Regions from separate parts of the Anas platyrhynchos genome. Here region 2 is linked to region 1. The links are chromatin contacts, called in public Hi-C maps. All regions are on one chromosome and are shown on one strand. Each heading gives the region's core, a stretch centred on a gene start, on an enhancer-like site or on the middle of the called end of the contact. The rest is flanking DNA. Distances are from core to core; before and after follow the strand shown.

The links. Hi-C and Micro-C count contacts between places; a contact is called where the count stands out from the background.
Region 2: a Hi-C map of subcutaneous adipose tissue shows a contact between it and region 1, with 1.9 times the contacts expected there. The contact joins two enhancer-like sites. A contact is called at or near these places in 4 of 8 Hi-C or Micro-C datasets (F1 follicle, skeletal muscle and subcutaneous adipose tissue).

The regions. Positions count from the first base shown.
Region 1 is chr2:117,009,543-117,012,525 of IASCAAS_PekinDuck_T2T, forward strand. All of the region lies in intron 14 of GADL1 (glutamate decarboxylase like 1), which reads left to right. Among named protein-coding and RNA genes, the nearest start is that of GADL1, 74 kb to the left of the region's middle. Within about 2 kb of position 1,524, at least 3 of the 8 cell types and tissues checked have an H3K27ac peak or open chromatin away from gene starts, as enhancers often do. A contact at or near this core is called in subcutaneous adipose tissue, where this site is marked.
Region 2 is chr2:117,266,017-117,269,022 of IASCAAS_PekinDuck_T2T, forward strand. The region is part of intron 1 of LOC106016617 (a long non-coding RNA gene); the gene reads right to left. Among named protein-coding and RNA genes, the nearest start is that of TGFBR2, 170 kb to the left of the region's middle. Within about 2 kb of position 1,440, at least 1 of the 8 cell types and tissues checked has an H3K27ac peak or open chromatin away from gene starts, as enhancers often do. A contact at or near this core is called in subcutaneous adipose tissue, where this site is marked.

The DNA of each region.
Region 1 (2,983 bases), core at 274-2,773:
ATCTTGGACAAGCAAAACAGTTATAATAAATGACAGGTATTGGTCCTATATTTCAATGGATGGAAGGGAGAAGGGGTCATTTTTTTTGTTAAATTGGGTGATCTGTTCAGACAGCAGCCCTGCTTTTGTGGTAGCAGTGTGGGTCATGGTAGAACAGCCCCACCTCTCCCAAACAGATTAGAAGCAGCCTCTGTGAAGGTCATTATGCTGTTTTTAAAGGGGGGGAAACTAGTTTTGTTGTAATACTCGTTTTTCTTTAGAACTTTATAAAGAATATGAAAAAAGACTCCTTCCTGTCCTTTAATCCTTACTCTAATGCAAATACATAAGGTGTTACCAGTTGGGAATCGTTCCAATTTTCTGAAGCAAAGTTCGTTCTTCTACTCAAGAAGTGTATTGAGTTTTTGAACTTGTGTCATCAAATAATGTAATCTTTCTATTGTAAAGTGCTCCTCCCAGCCCCAGACATTCATGTTGCACTGTTTTTTTTTTTTCCCCCAGTGGAGAAGGAGAACAGAAGCTCATCCCTATGCATACAAACTAAAAAGGTTATTTTTTTCCTGTTAGTTACTCTTGCTTTCAAGATGACAAGCTGCCCTTTCATCCTGCATGGAGAAGAGAGAGCTTGTCTTTGGCAGCATTGAAAAGACTGGAAAACCTAGTCACTAAAATGGAAACTTAGCAAAGTGTTCTGCAGAACCTTGTGTGCACTATGAAAGCTTTTAAAACAATTGTTTTTATAAAAACCAGTAGCACTCGACTCTCTTGCTACTGTTTAAACAATTCCGAGTGCTCTTGCCTTTGGAGGTTTCTCAATGCCTAGACTTTGCACATGACTTGTTAATAAAACCTTGGTAAAGCAACACAGAAATGTGAGAAATAACAAGGAACGTTATTCATAATAATAAGGAATCCATGTGAATTGTCTTGAAAAGATATGTGTACTCAGACAGAAGACAGCACGGGACTGTGAACCTGGAAAACAGTGGTGTCCAACAAAAGTTTTATCTGTAAGTGAAACCATACCCAACCATCTTCACATGCTGACTCGTGGCTGCTGTCTGTTCTGCCTCCTCAGAGGCAAATACTGTTAATGTAAGAGCTTTGATCTGAACACTTTTTTGTTGCATAAATGACCAGCTAAAGAAGTCATTCAAGGCAATCAAAATCTGAAGCCAACCTGTCATCTCCTATTAGTCAGGTCGTTTGCAATGATTTGTGGGGTTCATTAGTGGGTCTTCTGGCAAAAAGTAACCGGTGAGAAGATGATGTGCAAAATATGATAGCATAGACATGCTGCACAGCCTTGCGTTGAAGGTGCATGAAGAATGTCTGTATCAAGACAAAAATACAGCTGCATCTGGTCTCCTTTGATATGCTAGTTGTTCCAAAGAATGTGGAAGTGGTTACTGCTATTTTGACAAATGCGCTTATTTCTCCTTTTGTTGCCTGGTGTGGCACAAGGGGAACACTGGCGCAATAGTGTACAGCAATAATTTATTAGTGGTTTAGGGATGTGGGCCCAGAACAAATTCTAGACAAAAGAAAAACATGTTTGGGTTTTACAGAGCGCCTTGGCTACAGGAACAAAGCCATGATTGGGTGTGCAAATATTTGGTATTTCGATTGTCCCAGTTGGGGTGACAGCTGACAAATGGTCTGAGTTTGTTTTTAATTATCACCAAAAGAAAAAAAAAAAAAAAAAAAAAAAGGCTTGTTGTTTCAAAGCCAGCAACTGATTTTGCAGCACAAGGCAACAAAAGATATTTAACAGTGGAGGATATACTTTCTCAGTGTTACAATATGCTGAAAGCGCTATTACTTCCAAATATTTGTAGTCTTTAGCTAGTTTTGTGATTACAACCAACCAAGCAAAGTGTTTTCTTCACTTGTATTGCATCCAATGATCAATACTAAAATGCCAGCTACCGTGCTCACTTAACACTAACAGGTATCATTGGTATCAATGTTATCTTCTGCACACACTGGAAAGAGCAGGAGATATGCGGTGACAGATGCTTGTGAGACCTATTTGGCACAAAAATTACTTAATATATATCATACTAGTGTACAGAGCACCCGTGAGGTATCAGGGTCAATTACAAGAGATATATGAACACACAGAGACTTCACTGCCCGGAAGGGTTATAGGCCCCCTGTGAAGGGAAGAAGAAGCATGTTACCCAAAAGAGATTGAGTCATTTGTCCAAGACAACCCAAACAGTAGGGCAAGGGACCAATCCTGTTTGTTGAGTCTGTATCCATTATTTCAACCACCTCGCTATCGTTTAAGTAAGATAAGAACAATGTTGAGAAGACCCACTGAAATTAGAAGGCCATATATAAAAGTTTAAAGTTGTGTCCAAATGCTTAATTGAATTGGGGTTTTGTTTACTTCTTGGTTGCAATTACTGTACAACAGTTGTTTTCTTGTGAATATACATGAATCTGAATCATTTCTTGCAGGAAGTGTAACTTGTCAGAATTTGAATAGCCAATAAGTCACCTTTTAAGTAAAAATCATGAACCTCTGAACAAATTTGCCCTTTCTAGGGAGGCCAAAATGGATTTTTGTGGTTGGATGAGAGAGACTGTTCTGCATAAACTTGTCTTCTATTGCAAGAAAGAATTGAGACAAGAACACAAAATGTGTTTTCCATTTTTGTGAAATCATGAGAATGTGATCTTTCCATTTTGTCAAAAGGGTGACTTTTTTTGTCTTCTAGCTACAGCCCTCTGCCAATTTCTAGTGCAGCATTCAGTACCTCGGAAAGTTTCATAAAGGCTGTATTTGAGGAAGAAAAATAGTTTGATCTGCGAATATGCTGCTGTCCTTCCAACAGTGTCTAGCCTGCTTTTGCAGATCCCTAGAAAGATTATTGATTTACTGCAAGTGTGGTTTTCTCTAGTAAAGGCTGAAGGCTGTTTGCAAACTGCCACCTGAAGCGGATGCATAAGGAGGAAATTTAGATAATTGCATTCT
Region 2 (3,006 bases), core at 190-2,689, 260 kb after region 1:
GACTACTACTTCACTGGTCAAGTTGCACCATTCCTGAATTCATTTTAGGACAACTTACATGAAGAATTTTACTATATGGGACAGGGCTACTCTTCAGAAATTGATTGTAGTTGTTGCTGAGCCTAGTCTAATATTAAAAGCAGGTATATTTTCATGATTCAATGTGCAAGGTGCTGTAGCCGTATCTACAGTTTAGGAAGCCAATTAGCTGCAGATATTACCTGCAGAAGCCGACACAAACTAAAACGCTACCTTATTATGAGAAAACAAGCATCAAAAGAATAGATTTAAAAAAAAAAAAAAAAAAAGGATCTAAAGTCCCTTCCTCTGGAAGAGATGATGCTATAAGACAGTCAACTCATTCCCCAAAACAGGCAGCATGACTGTGGTGTGATTAGGAAGGGGTAGGGGAAGCCAATGATTTGTCATGTTTTTCCAGTGGTTATGGTTGGAAAATAATTCTGTCGATCCTCCAGAACAGGAAAAAAAAAATGTGCTCCCCACAGGAGGATTTCAGGATGTTCAGTGGCAGAAATGCCTACTTTATGTGTTCCCCTTTAATGGGAACACATGCTGAGGAAAAAGTTATAGATGCTGCCTCAGGAACACTCAAAATACATTCATAATTAGACCACGAAAAGTCTCTGTAATGAAAGCAAGCAAAACAGTTGCCATGTATTGGGGTGGCAGGGCAGGTTAGAAGGATATTATCCAAATCTGGATAAAATTCAGGATCATACAAAGGAAAGAATGCTGCAGTGATTCTATTTGACAGTTACAAACCAGCAATATTTTAATTCCTTCAGACCTCATTTGCAATATTTGCAGCCCCATCATTCCTCTTAACACATTTATAGAGTCAAGAAAATGCACTGAAAGACAAGAGAACCAGAGTCGACGTTGACCCATGACAAATTGGAGCACGGAATCAGCAGCCTCTATTCACTGAGCTGTGCTGCAGTGAATCTCTTCCAACCCTCCCAGCTGAGACTGGAACACTCCATGCATGTGCTCTGAAGTGTTGAAATAATGACTCCAATCTCACTCCCAAATAAAAGTGCCATCTCAGGCTGTCTGTAGAGATCCATCCTTTTCCTTTCTATCCTGATGAAGATGCAACAAGCGATCACATCTCCAAGGGAACATGCCCTCTGTGTGCAACCTTCTCACAGTGGTGGCCCAACTCCTTACTCCTGGTAAGGCAGGCATCAGAAGCAAATGAATTACATTTCAGATGACTAACTGAGGCTGGATGTGGCACACTTTTATATTTAAAGTTGATCTTCTATTATATTTTCTTAAAATTCATTCCAGTGAGGTTTCAGCTAGTCACTCTCCACTGCTACTCTATCCTCTGAAGTACTGCAGAGAAGAAGGAACTTTTCTACTCCAAAATATGTTTGGAATTTAGGTCAGAATAGCATTCTCCTATTAATGCTATTAAATTACAGTAGAAGGCTTGCTTTCTCCACCTAGTGGCTAAAATGCAAAGCTAATAACCAGTGCTATGTGTGCCCTAAAGGGGGAAAAAAATAATTTCCCCCAATGAAAGAAAAAGGACAACCTCAGTTCCCTGATATTTTGTGGGGCTTCATTTTATGAAGAACTGACAGGCTTTTTCCTACCCTCACGCCTTCAATAAGAAGGATTTTGCCTTTTGAGGCAAATCAAGGGATAAGGATTTTGCCCTCAGTGAAAGCTGTTAGACCCCTGGAGACCCAAACCATTTGTTTGCTCATGGAAGTGGCACTGTACAAACAAATCATCCCGCTATTACAACGCTGAGATCTGCCCAGATACACGCTGAGCAACACGAGAGGAGGAAATGCAAAGGTGAAGTTTTCTTACATGTGTACTCTTAAGCTCACTGTAGGTAACTTTTGCTGACTGGCAGAAAGCAGAGAAGCCTAATGATCATGGTGTGGTTTGATCCCAGACAGGCAGGCACGAGGTTGTGGAGTCTTGGGAAGGCCACAGCCACATCTTCTCATTTATGTCCTTCAGGCTTAGAACAATAGGAGCAAGTTCTACAGCTGCGCTTAGTAAGTACTTCCAACAGGATTGCCCTTCATTCAGATGACCCTCCTGCTTAAATTGGCTTTATGGGAATATTATATGCTTGATCTGGTCCACAGGATTCAAATGGGTTGTTTCATAATTGTAGCTAAAGTCTACTGTGCATGCAATTCTTTTCCAAGGCCAAATCAAAATGATACAAGGAAACAAGTGCACTGATGGATCACTAACTACAACCCAAAGCAATGACAAAAGGTAACCAAGCTGCTGCAAAGTTGTTCTCACCAGCCTGCCCCTTCTTCCCCTCTTCAAAGTAGGGGTAAATACCACTTTCTGGGGACAGTTTACAGGAGGAAAAAAAGTGGAAGCTAAACACAAATAGAATAGAAAACCATTTGTGGTTCCACAACTAATTTATTCTTCCAAGACGCCAAAAGGAAACAGTCCTTCCTCCGATTACTTTAAGGTAGGATCTGACTCAAATTTAGGTACCTCAACCCTGACTTCCAAATGCACTGTAGTTTCCCAAGGCCCTCTTTGTAATCAAAGGAGATCAATAGGTGCCTCTGCACCTGCCAGGTAAGTCAACTCTGATTTGGGATGCTAAAGGAGAACACATGACTTGTACCATAGCATACTAGGGCTGAAGTTTTTAAATGCTATGCACTTTAATTTTTTAACCTAAGAAACTAGCAGCCTCTCAAAGTGAGCACAGCGGGTGCTTCATTTTTGAGACCAAAAGTCCAGTCAGAGTATTTTTACCATTTCAAAAGGAGAGGGAAGGGGACAAAGAGAAGAAAATATTCTATCCATATCTGCCCCCCTCTATCAGCTAATAATCTAATCAGCTCTAAGTTTCATAAAAATGAGGCAGACAAGAGGCTGATGAAGTGCTCTGAGGTGCATTTTTCCACTTCCTAATGGCCCAGCCCACTGACTTCTAAGGTAACATAGAAGTGGCTTGGCTCAGCAACTACACCCTACTCACAT